Regions from separate parts of the Pan troglodytes genome. Here region 1 is linked to region 2. A link is a contact called in public Hi-C data. All regions are on one chromosome and are shown on one strand. The core of a region is the stretch at or near the end of the contact, and the rest is flanking DNA. Distances in the headings are between cores, read along the strand shown. Region 1 overlaps LOC104005683 (a long non-coding RNA gene). Region 2 holds the start of CCDC80 (coiled-coil domain containing 80).

Evidence for each region. Hi-C and Micro-C count contacts between places; a contact is called where the count stands out from the background.
Region 1: a contact with region 2 is called in a Hi-C map of stem cell-derived neural progenitor cells, with 6 times the contacts expected there. The contact joins the enhancer-like site here to the promoter of CCDC80 in region 2. A contact is called at or near these places in 3 of 7 Hi-C or Micro-C datasets (blood, induced pluripotent stem cells and stem cell-derived neural progenitor cells).

Annotation. Positions count from the first base shown.
Region 1 is chr2:116,072,328-116,078,814 of NHGRI_mPanTro3-v2.0_pri, forward strand. It overlaps LOC104005683 (a long non-coding RNA gene), which reads right to left. Exons shown (of 5, transcript XR_679118.4): 2 at 6,424-6,487; 3 at 4,419-5,736; 4 at 3,397-3,543; 5 at 1,169-1,416. Among named protein-coding and RNA genes, the nearest start is that of CCDC80, 97 kb to the left of the region's middle. Within about 2 kb of position 1,929, at least 1 of the 24 cell types and tissues checked has an H3K27ac peak or open chromatin away from gene starts, as enhancers often do.
Region 2 is chr2:115,975,617-115,981,874 of NHGRI_mPanTro3-v2.0_pri, forward strand. CCDC80 (coiled-coil domain containing 80) reads right to left here and starts at 3,179. Exons shown (of 8, transcript XM_001156251.7): 1 at 1,553-3,179; 2 at 1-1,142. The coding sequence starts at 1,131.

The sequences.
Region 1 (6,487 bases), core at 679-3,178, 95 kb after region 2:
CAATAGAAAAGTTAGAAGGGCGGTGGCTCACGCCTATAATCCCAGCGCTTTGGGAGGCTGGGGCGGGCGGATCACGAGGTCAAGAGATCGGGGCCATCCTGGCCAGCATGCTCAAACCCCATCTCTACTAAAAATACAAAAATTAGCTGTGCGTGGTGGCAGGCGCCTGTGGTCCCAGGTACTCAGGAGGCTGGGGCAGGAGAATCTCTTGAACCTGGGAGGCGGAGGTTGCAGTGAGCCGAGATCAGGCCACTGCACTCCAGCCTGGCGACAGAGCGAGACTCCGTCTTTAAAAAAACAAACAAAAAAAAAAACGGAATTTTTTTTTTAAATGACCTTCTTTAAAGGCAGCAGAGGGAGGTCTCCGTGTCCCAAGCCTGCTGCACAGGGTCCCTCATTGAAACTTGGAATAAAAGTTCACCGAAGCAAATGAACATTTTCTGGTTTTCTGCTAAATATCTGTTTTCTCACATGAGAAAAGTAGCCGTAGAAAGACTGTTCCCTAGGTTCCCGGAAAAACACTGTTCCATTCCCATTTAGAAACAACTTATAAATACAGTTGTCTATGTGTGGGCTTTGTTTTGGTTGCATTTCAAACCTGCTTTCTTTCATTTACACCTTCAATTAAGTGCTTTTATACTTTCTCAGGTTCCCATTTATGGGAATTCTCTTGGTTGTGTCTAGAGCTGGCTCATTGCATTCATTATGTGTTATATTTCACCATTTTAGCTTTCAGAGATAACTGTGTACTCAGGGTTGGTATTCAAAACTCTGAGCAACTGAAAAGGCACAGGCACCAACCAATCAGAACAGATGCTAGCTATAAGCAACCAACGCAGCTGTGCCGTGCCATGCCATGCACACAGATGGAGCCTCAGCCTGGCTGATGTGATCTATGTAAGAATCTGGTCTATGATTCCATTCTAGCTTCTATTCCTACTTTGTACTTGGCCTACTTGTGAAATATGTCTTCATGTAACATTGAGGAAGGGCAGTAAAAAAAAATTTCTATTGCCATAAAAAACACATAATTAATGCTGCAGTGGCAAACAAAAACCAATGCTAGTGTAACCACCCAAGGGGTTCACCTTGCCCGGTGCCTAGACAGAGCCGATTCATCAAGACAGGGGAATTGCAATAGAGAAAGAGTAATTTATAGAGCCGGCTGTGCAGGAGACTGGAGTTTTATTATTATTCAAATCAAACTCCCTGAGCATTCAGGGAGCAGAGTTTTTAAGGATAACTTGGTTGGGTGGGGGGAAGCCAGTGAGCCAGGAGTGCTGGTTGACAGGGATGAAATCACAGGGAGTCGAAGCTGTCTCCTTGTGCTGAGTCAGTTCTTGGGTGGGTGCCACAAGATCAGATGAGCCAGTTTATTGATTTGAGTGGTGCCAGCTGATCCATCAAGTGCAGGGTCTGCAAAGTATCTCAAGCACTGATCTTAGGAGCAGTTTAGGGAGTCAGATTCTTATAGCCTCCAGCTGCAAGACTCCTAAACCGTAATTTCTAACCTTCTGGCTAATATTGGTCTAGTCCCCAGGCAAGAAGGAGGTCTGCTTTGGGAAAGGGCTGTTACCATCTTTTTTTTTAAACTATAAACTAAATTTCTCTCAAAGTTAGTTCGTCCTACGCCCAGGAATGAAAAAGACAGCATGGAGGTTAGAAGCAAGATGGAGTCAGTTAAGTTAGATCTCTTTCGCTGTCTCAGTCATAATTTTGCAAAGGTAGTTTCAATCGTGCTAATTATTCTCACTGCCTACTTAAGTGTAGTATGAAAGGAACTATTCCTGGTAGAAGCTGATATCTCTATCTGAAAGGCAGGATGTGGCCTCTAAGAACCCGCTCTTACTTCTAAAAGGACAGGTCCTAAGAGACTGCATCAAGCCTTCAGCTCACAAAGAATTGCTGCTGGTACCATTCAAATTATTCATTCTAGAAAGCCCAAAAATATATTTCTTAAACCTGCTAACTATAACCTTCCGTAATAGCAGCATAGACTACCAGAAGCCAAAAATATACATTTCATGTAAACAGCTTTGAGCTTTGTGAAGTGTTAAGTACTGAACTGCTCATTGTACATGACTCAAAGTATCTAACTCAGGGGTGTTTTCTGCACACATTAGTCAATGCCATCTCCTGACAAAATATGACATGCCATTTGCGGCTCTACTAGGCATTCTAAATATCAGGAAAAGAGAAGAGAACTAAGGTATGAGATTGTTACACGCGGTTGTGAGTAACAGCAAGGGAACAGCAATAGAACAGAGGTCTCTGGGCAGAAAGTTCCTACCAGAGAAATTCTGCTGGTTTGTTCTAATACCCAGGCACTGAGTTAGCTTCCAATGCAAAAGCACAAAATATTAGAAGGAATATTAATATAACCTCTCACTCTATAGAGGAGAAAGCAAAATCCTTCAACTACATCTCAATTTTAGTTGAAGCATTTAGAGGAGTTTTCTGATGGATATACATAAAACCTGCTTTACGCAAATTGGTTTTATGGTGTCCTTGGTTGGAGCATCTCTATTACATAAATCATGAAATGACTGCTTTTGGACAAAATTTCCCCTTTATATTTCTCTAGACTAGGGAACCTGATATAGAGTGTGAAGAACCTTTTTTCTTCTCCCATTCTCTTTTTTTGGGGGCTGATTTTTGGTTCATATTTGTAGGTTCAAGGACAACTCTGTAAAAAATTTTGAAAATTCAAACTTCAACCAGTTTGAGGATATCCTAACCCAGTAGTGTTGAAAGTGTGTTCACAGACTACTGACAACTGTTTCTTATCAGTTCATGACAAGATTCATACCGAAATTGAGAATTGCATTTAGAATGCAATAATTTTAAATCCCTTAAAGCTAATGACAAAAAAGAGGTGTTTATATTTTGTGTATTCATCCATGAGGAACTGGGAATTTAAAAGAACTAGCTGGTTTTTAATCCCAGATATTTTGAGAAGCATTGTTCTAACTTGTGGTCTTTTCAATTGCCCATGCCTTGCTTTTGATCCATAGTTGTATAATGATTGATTCTGACCTTCTGATTAGCAAAGCCCAGGGTAGAAAAATCAAGCACAAAGTCCAGTAAAAATAATTCATCACCTGGTACCAGTATAATATGGTTTGATTTTTGCCTTGAAAAGCACTATCACATATTAGCTCTTTTAAAGTTTTGCAACTATATAAGATAGGAAAGATATTACATATATTTTATATGTGATTCAGCTGAGCTCAGAGAGAGTGTGCCCTGTCTGAGCTCCCACAGCTAAGCTGACAAACTGGAGAGGGTTAGGAAAGAGTTGAAAGGCTATTTACTGGATGAGTGACCATGAAAAAATTGCTTAATTTCTCTGAGGTTTACTTTCCTTATTTGAAGCAAGCAGATAATAATAATTACCTGGCAGGTTGAATGCTTGACGAAAGGAACAAATGAGAAAATATGGTAAACATTTAAAAAATTGTATTTGTCCTTATTAAGATCTGTTCACTTGCATTACAGGTAGAACAATAGTATCTCACAAAAGTAGGATAGTTTTCCCAGGGCCTGGAACACATACAAAAAAAGTGTCAGTAAATAGTAGCAGAATGAATGTCTAAATGAATGAGCATGGTTTTTTGTCTGTACTAAATTCTTTCTAATGCACACAGAACTTGATTAAAAGGAATGTAATCTTGCAAATTCTATTCTCTACTGGTATATTACTTAGGATTTCATGGATTGTATTCAACTATATACACATTTTTGGATAGTTGACCCAGAGATTTTCAAACTCATTTTAATTAATGAACTCTTTTCTCCAAAGTTTTATGTAGAGTTTCATTGTTTAAAAACAAATATATATATACACACACACAGAGTATATATACATATATACTATAGATGTGTGTATATACTATGTGAGGCATAGTATATATACAACCTCATAGTATATATGTATATATACCATGTATACATATAGATATATACATACACATATGTATATATACGCATATATATAATACATATTATTTATAGTATATACAAGGGATTATTTTTATTGGACTTTGTGTCTGATTTTATACTTGGTATTGTATCTGTGTGGGTGTTTGTGTGTGTGTGTGTTTGTATGTGGTGACAGAAACAGCATGATCTGGTTCCTGACTCACTCAGCCTCTCCCTGGCCCCAAAATAGCTCCTGAAATGCTTTTTCAAGCCCGTAGGGCTCCATGAAGCACAGTCTTAAAAACACTGTCTTTTTTATTAGTCGACAGCATGAACAAGTAACAGTAGAAACAAGTTTAACCAAAATGACCAGAACTGACAAGAATTTATAGTAAGTTAGAAAAAATAAAGGCAAGCATACAGACTTTCAGAAACATAGATATCTCTCCTGAAAAATCTCCCAGAAGTGATAGCCATGAGTCAGATATTACATTTACCTTTGAAAGTCCAAACTGTAGTGAGTTATCCATAACCTTCTGTGGTTCCACCCAATTTTGTGTTTTGCATGTTTTGAGAGAAATGCAGAATTTCCTGTAGGGTGCTGTGGTTTTCATTGCTTGGTTGATGTTGTGAACATCCAGGGCCAGCTTTCCTCAAGTTCAAAGACAGGAAAACACAAGACACCAATGAAGAAGTTACAAACCTCCTGATACTCTAGTGACCCTGACTTAGAAGGGCCAGGTAGCTGAAAACAGTGACCTGATCAGTCAGAGAAAGTAGAATGGGACCTCTTTAGCACTAATACTTGAAAGAACATGCTACAGCCTCAGGTCATGTGCTAGACAAGACATTGGAGCTCCCAAAAAATTGCCTGGGTACAGCAGTCAGTGCAGCCCAGGAAGCTTGTGCAGTTGAGGACACTGAAAAGGTAGAGTGCCAAGGGGCCCATCCATAGGTCAAAGTGGGCACATGGTGAACTCTCAAGATGAGGAGCTTAGTTGTAGCTTTGCTGAGTTCATGGAGAAGACAGGACATGCAATTCCTTTATTAAAGTGCCAAAAAGTTGAAAGAATCATGGCTTTGTGTCCTGACTTTCCTGGTCACATTCTCTCATCTACATAGCAGATGGACTCCCCTCTGGGCTGACAACCTTAGTATGGTTTATATGGTTTGAATTAGTAAATGCTACTCCAAGGTATTGCCATTCCATTTGTCTTCACCCATAGATTTCTCTTTTTCTTTTTTTCTTTTTGAGACAGAGTATCACTCTGTCACTCAGGCTGGAGTGCAGTGGTGCCATCTCGGCTCACTGCAACATCTGCCTCCTGGGTTCAAGGGATTCTCCTGCCTCAGCCTCCTGAGTAGCTGGGATTACAGCCACCCACCACCACACCCAGCTGATTTTTGTATTTTTAGTAAAGATGGGGTTTTGCCATGTTGACCAGGCTGGTCTCAAACTCCTGACCTCAGGTGATCCACCTGTCTCAGCCTCCCAAAGTGCTGGGATTACAGGCGTGAGCCACTGCGCCCAGCCTGATTTCTGTTTTTCTTTAATTGCAGAAGCTCTAATATGTAAGTTGGAGGATTCTTATTTCACTATAAACTTATCTTTTTGAGTCTTGCAAACAACACAGGAGGTGGGTAGGAGAACAGGAAATACTTTAAAGAATCGGAGAGGACATCTCTTCAATCTGAGGTAGCAGCTATGTTTGATTTCATTTTTCCACTGCTCCGAATGATCTTCTCTTCAAATCATGTGACTTATGAGATAGTGACAGATAATACAGGAGTTCATGATTGCTGCATCATTTTCATCTAGAAAGATCTCAGTGCAAATTGTAAGATTTATATCGCTTTCTAGCTGTGAGTTACAAATTCAACAATATACTTTTGCAACAGCACTTTAAAGACAGATAACCTCAACATTTTGCAAAATAATTTTGAAATAATATGTTTGAACATCAACTCTGATGCTGTTAAAGGAACCTAGCAGATGTGTCTTTAATTTAAAGCAATAGACTCTTTCATTAAAACTCTGGAAAGGGCTGGGGACCATTCTTTCTACTTTAGATACACGTGAAATTTAGGCCCAGAAATGTTAGAAGGTGTTGTAAATTCTGTGACTACACTCCAATTTTCTAGGTTGCTGACCTTTCACCTGTCCATTAAATTAGGGTTCATTCAAATGGAGTTTTTTTCAGAGGTAAGATCTTTCATAGTTTTTCATACCACAAAATGTTCTATCCCCACTTAGAGAATTAAAACAAACAAACAAAAAACAGGTAAAACTTGACATAGGGGTAAGAAAATTAAACCACCTTTTGTTATTTTGAGATTTCCAAACCAAGTCTGTGCTGTCCTAAAAAGTACTACCACCTACAATATTAAGTTATAGGGGAAATACCTTTTTAAATATTAATTGTCCTTCTAGATTATTCTTCTTTCAACCAGAAGACCTAAAAACTGAATATGGACTTAATGAAGATGTCAGATGCTATTTACCTTAGAGTTGGGAGTGCTAGAATCTTAAAATCATTTCATTTTGATTGCCTCCCTAGGAGAGATG
Region 2 (6,258 bases), core at 1,929-4,428:
GGTCATAGGTCTTGCAGCAACTGTTACCGCCCGGGACGTGGACCGAGTCACTGTTGTGGCTGGGGCAGGAGGAAGGGTGGTGGCTCTGGGGGTTGAGGGAGGTTGGGGCAAAGCTGGTGCAGTGGTGGCCAGTTTTCTCAGGACCTTCACCCGACTCTCTCTGGTTGGTGGGACTTGTGCTCTCCTTGGGTCCTCTTTCTTCTTCTCGCTGCCCAGGCTTGGCCTTCCTGCTCCCCCTCCACCGTCATTCCCCTCCGCCACCACCTGGCCCTCTACACCAGAGGCCTTACATTTCTGGACAAAGCCCTTCTGCCTGATCTTCTCGATCCTACGGATGGGGCCTTGGTCGATGACCTCGTACATGGCTTCCAGCCTAACGGGATATGGATAGCGCTCCTCCACCTGCAGCGTCTTCTTCAGCAGCACCATGCCAAACTTGCCCTTCTCCAGCTTCAGGAAGCTCATCAGCTTAGGGATGAGGCTAGGGTCCAGGGGCTGCTCCAGGATCTGGCCCTCGCTGGTGATCCTTCTCACCTTGCCTCCTTCCTCACCTGCCTGGTGGAAGAGCACAATCTGTTGGATGTGCCTCTCCGCCAGCTCACAGTACACATCGTCCTTCAGCAGGCTCATCATGAGGCGGTAGTAGCCTTCCGAGGCATGAGGGGCTGAGATGACCCATACTCTGTTCTTCCCTGCAAAGCTGGCAAGGATGTTGGGAGAGCTGGACCCCGAAGGGAAACGCAACATTCTTGACCGAGCTGAGGACCCCTCATCTCTGATCATCTCACGCGGAGAACCCCTGCCTGCTGGTCTTTGCTCAGGTCTCACGGCGGCCCCATTGATGTCCGAGCGGGCTGGCGGCTCTGTTGGGCGAGCTAGTCTCAACACGGGCACACTCCTCCTTCTCTGGAGAGGCTGAAGGTTTGGTTCCTCCAGAGTGGATCTCTCAATTCCGCGAGACCTCCCAGTGTGCCTCAGAAACCGAGCTGGCCTACTGCTGTCCGGAGAAACCAAAGGCACTTTCCGCCCTCCATGGCTGCCTCTAATAGTGGCATGGGGGTGGGGTTCTGATCCACACACTAGCCACATGGCCAACAGCATAGTGAAACGGGGTCCCATTCTCCATGTCATTGTGTAATCCACTTTGCGATGCACGGAGGTCATAAAACAAAGGGGAGGGGGAAAAAAGAAAGAAAATTATTTAACTGGAAACAGAGCTGGTCATTTTCTTTTTCTGTATCTCAGCCAAGGGGAGGGGAAAAGGTTGGTTAGAGAGAAGGAGGGAGGTCAGGAGATGGAAAATGGGATGAGATCCTGTTACTTTCAATCCCCTATAATTTGTTAGTGTTTAACAGAGACAGTTACATTAAGCAGGAAATCCAATTCAGTTTCCCAGTCAGCATGCTTGTACTGTTTCAACTAATGCTCTGGATGCTCCAAAGAAAATGCAAACTAGCATATTAATTATGACAACATTCACATTTCATTCCTTCAAAATAAGCAATAAAGAAACAAATAAACAGATCAAAGACAGAAAGGATTACACACTTACATGGTGGCTCATAGAGATGGAATGCAGAGGGTTGCAAAAGAAATCAGAAGTTTGGTTTCCAGGACAGTTTCCTAGATGAACTACTTTTCCTCCCAGCCCTCTCTCTCTTTACCGAGGGTGAGCAATACAAAAGGGGTGTGCTGCAGCTCCAGCTTTCAGAGTACCGCCACAGATCCACAGCCTGTCCTGATCTGAGAGCTGAGCCGATGCCTTTTCTTTCTGGCTGTGTCTTTTTACCTTCTGGACGTGTCTTTTTACCTTCTGGACAAGTAGGATGAGGTGAAAGGAGCTGTCCTTCTAAGTCTTTGTATCTCCATTTGTCTGCAGTTTCTCCTCGGTCTCGTGTGTCTGTGTGTGCCAGTCCCTTGTGCTGACACAGGACGTCCCTTAAAGTCCAGTCCTGGCGATTTCTGAATCTCACTCTTTCCCTCTTTAAAGTTCCAGGATCCTTCTTATCTCCCTTTCCCCCACAGTCTGGCTTAGTCTCTTTGTTTCCGGGCGTAAAAGCACTGGGATTAATATGTTTTCCAGGCTGAGGGAAAACACAGGAATGTGATGTCGAAAAGGGACTTTTTTTTTCTTTCACTATGCTTCTCTCCTCCCTTTATTTCTCCCTACCTTTTTCCTCCTCTTTTTCTTCTTCTTTTTCTTCTTTCTCTTGCCTGGATTCAGTCCCAGAAATGTTAGGACTACCTCAGTTTTGCTCCAAACCAAACTCAAACAACAGCAGCCACTGGAAATCAAGGACACTTCACTAAGAATTTAACAGATCAGCAGAACACCGCCTCCTTCCCATTTTAGCACGTTCAGAGTGGACTCAGTGAGGAGTGAGAGGGCTGTTCTTTGGGGTGGGGGAAAGTTTTTAAACTCCACACATCATCATAAATCACTTTAGAAGAGGATGACTGGTGCCTTAACCCCTTCCAAACCAAGTAATCGGGGTAACTTCTCTTCCAGTCTGTTCTTACACTGTACTTTGGAAGGAGAAAATTCTCCGATTTCTGCATCAGGCTACATGCTTTTCTTAGAGACAGATACTCATTTGGGTCAGGGTGCTTGGCTGTGCCGACACAGACAGTATATATGTATTTATAGTTCCATGTGTATATTCTTATATCTTTCTCCCTGCTTTGTGCTTTTAGTTTGAGGTTGGAAAAGCCCATGGAAAACATGACTAGGTTGTTTATATTTTATGCTAATTGGGGATCATATTACTGTGTTCTTGGTCCTAGTTTCTCCTCGGCATGGAAGGAAGCTGGTAAAAGGTTAGAAATGCAGGCAATGGCTGCAAGTCGAGATTGCAGTTGACTATTACATCAGGGAACAGGCATTATGATCTCTAGCTTCAAAGCTCTGGCTGCAGATGGTAGACTAAGGGCTCCCTTGGAGGTCCCGAGTGTGTGTGTTTGTGTGTGTGTGTGTAGTGCAATATTTTCCTCTGCAGAGACTTTAGATGTCTGAAGGGCTTTAGGCAATCCATAGAAGTAGACTTATCAGGTTCCGAAAGAGAGAGTGAGGCAGCTTTGGGATTCTACCTCCTGAGTCTGCCATAAGGATTCAGTGGAGAAGGAAGGGGTCTCAGGTTACGTGGATATTTCTTCCGGCCATGCTGGGCGAGCTGACTCTCCACGTCACTATTAACTGCCACCAACAGTGGCAAGCCAGGGTTCTCAGAAACCTCCTTGCCAGCTCAGTCATGCTAATAGCGTCCCTCACTGGATCAAACTTCATCCCTAGTTGTTATGCCTTGATCAGCCCCATCTTGCCCTGGTCACATTTGACTTTTTTCACATAAGCTACGAGCATGGAACTGAGAAAGTCCTGTATAGAGGTTAACTATAGAGTTGCCCGGCCACACTTTGAAGTCCCAGGGGTACCAAGAAGGATGGCCAGCCCTGCTGTGGCATTCTCTCAGACACTTGTAAGGATAATAACAAAAGTGGGCTTCAGGCAGAGACCCTCTGTCCACTGGAGTCATAGATTGCAGCCTTCGTGGTATTCACCTGTTGGGTTGATCAACCTAGCCTTGTGCTAAGTTGGAGGGTCCTAGATGTTACTTCCTTTCTCATAATTTTCTAATGCGTCCTACACTATCCTTACTGAGCTTTCTGCCTTCTGGCTTTTCATTTCCTCTTCTCTTCTCTCTGCTTATAACAACTACCATTTATTGAGCATTTACATGTGAAGCTTTGGGCTTAGTATTTTTGTGAATTCTTTTATTTAACCCTCACAGTATCCTTAGGAAGTAAATAGAATGATCCTCATTTTATAGATGAGCAAACTGAGGCTTGGTGAGTTTAAATAAATTGCCTATTGTCCCACAAAAGGTAAGCAGTAGCTCTGAAATTTGAACCCAGGTTTAGAACAGCCTACAAAGCGTGATGCTATCTTGCCTCTCTCTTTAATTTTCTACTCATACCTTCAGTTTCTTCCCTTCCTTCAATTCCTTTTTGCATTTCCCACATTCATAGAAGAGTTTCATTTATTTGTTCAACCAGAGTACTTACACTTTTAGAGTCCTACCGTCTGGGATAATTGTGTAACTGTACTTTTTGCTTTTCTCAATAGGTCCTTAAAGCCCTTTATTCTTTTTCTTGAATAAGTCATGACTTACACAAACCTCTCCATGATATGCACAACATTTGTCACCTGTGCGCTGGTAAAGCTGAAATACAGCCACTTTAGCAACCTCAAACTGACGGTGAGGAGCCACCCCAACCCTGAGTTGTGCCTGTCTTCCTAGGACCTCAGGCTTTCTTCCCTCTGTGAGCTTCAGTCACCAGATGGCGCACTAAACACACACACCAGAGAGGACCTAACACTCCACCACGTCCGTTAGTCCCCACCCCACACCCAACGCCTTCCCCCAGTCTCTTCTCACACACAGATACATACGCACACACTGGCAAAGTGGGGCTTCTCATGCTTGTTTTCATCTCAATGCCTAAACGCTTACCTGGGGCTTCAGAAAATCCTCCTGAAGAAGTCTTGGAGGCACGTACCTAATAAGAGCAATGATAAATTCTCATTCATTCATTTCCGGGGAGACCTATAATGATTAATGGCTTGTAATAATTCTCAATTCCAAGTCCGTTATTTAAGAGCTCCATATTTTGTAAGTCCTCCATTTAGATCTTTCTATTTTTCTGCAACTGAAGAAACAATTAACCAATTAGTGCTAGGGGTTGGGGGAGGGTGGTGGGGGTTGGTGATATCTGAAAGGAAGACATTGATGTTGAGTCAGAAAAGGTGAAAGGAAGAAAATGTTAAAGTAGACTTTAGAAATGCTAATTTGGGAATTAATTGATAGGAAACTACCTGACACTGGTTTTGTAGTAATTTGTGGGGAGGAAAGGAAAGAATGTACAAACTAGAACTGCTTTAGAGAAACTAGGGTGGGGATAGTTATTTGACGAAAGCTGGAGTGAATGTAAGAAGGCATCCAAAAAGGAGTGTGCTAACTGGTCAGACCCACACTAATCCAAGACTTCAGCAACCTGGGACCAAGGCTCAGGGTAACACGCTGTGCCAGGCACGCTAGAGAAACCAGGGTTTCTGTCACATGCCGTTGGTTCTCTTGCACAAAGTAACACTCAGAGATGTTACTGAACTGAATTCTATTGCTAAAATAAAAAACATTTGCTTAAGAAGAAACAAGAATAAAAAAAGGAGGGGAAAACAGCATGCTGTTCAGTGTGGTTTTGGAGGGAAACCACCTCTCCTGCTCTGTGATCATCAGTATCCCCAGCAAGAAAATTAGCTGAGCCATTTTATCACACCTTTGTGGCAGAGGCACAGATAATACTCACACTGAGGAGGCTGCTATGTGTTTTCCTTTCCATTTGCAGAACTCAATCAAATGTTCAGTCTTAGGATGCATTTGTGTCCTTCAGAATGAAAAAAGAATTCTTCTCTTTCTCAGTATTTTCAATGTAGGACAGACTAAAGAAATAAGTTGCCAGGTCAGAGACAAAGCCAAGGATGACTATTAATGCAGGGTGCTGCTGCAGCCCAGGTGATACCAGTGAGCTGGGGGTTTCCCAGGTGCCGGTGGGACCTTGACCCCAGCCAGTGTCCAGGCTCTTGACACTGTCAAAGAATGAATTCAAGGATATTCTAATCTGCCACGTCAAGAGTCTCCTCAATTGTGTTGACCATGCCTTTTATGGGAGCTGCCGGGGACCTCAAGCCCCTTCAGTCTCAGTTATGGCCATTACGGCACTGGGTGTCCTCCTCTCCCTTCAGAGCTGAGAGCAATTCCTTTTCCAATGTCCCTCCTGATTGCAGTGAGGACAGGGTCTGGGTGGGCTCCCTTGGCTGGGACAGTCCTTTCTCCAGTGTCCTGAATTCTCACACTTGGAGCAGCAACCGTTGCCTGCAGGTTTGCTGTTGAGCCTGTTTGGTCTGCGGTGAAGCGTCTTCCTGGGTGACCCTGAGGTTGCAGGGCACTGTTTACAGTGACTGCTAATCATTTGGGCTGGCTGTCTATCCCATTTTTTGCCATTCTGGGTCATTTCAGCCATTTTAGCTCTGTCCCTACTATTGAATACCCCAAAAGCCATGTCAAACATTTCATTAATAGGTGTGTAGAGTTCCAAAGCCAATTTCTGTAATGTTCTTCTTATGTCAGGTTCTGACTGGCTAATAAAGTGTGTCTCTAGAAAAATTTGGCCAGCATCAGTACTGAGATCAATGTTAGTATATGT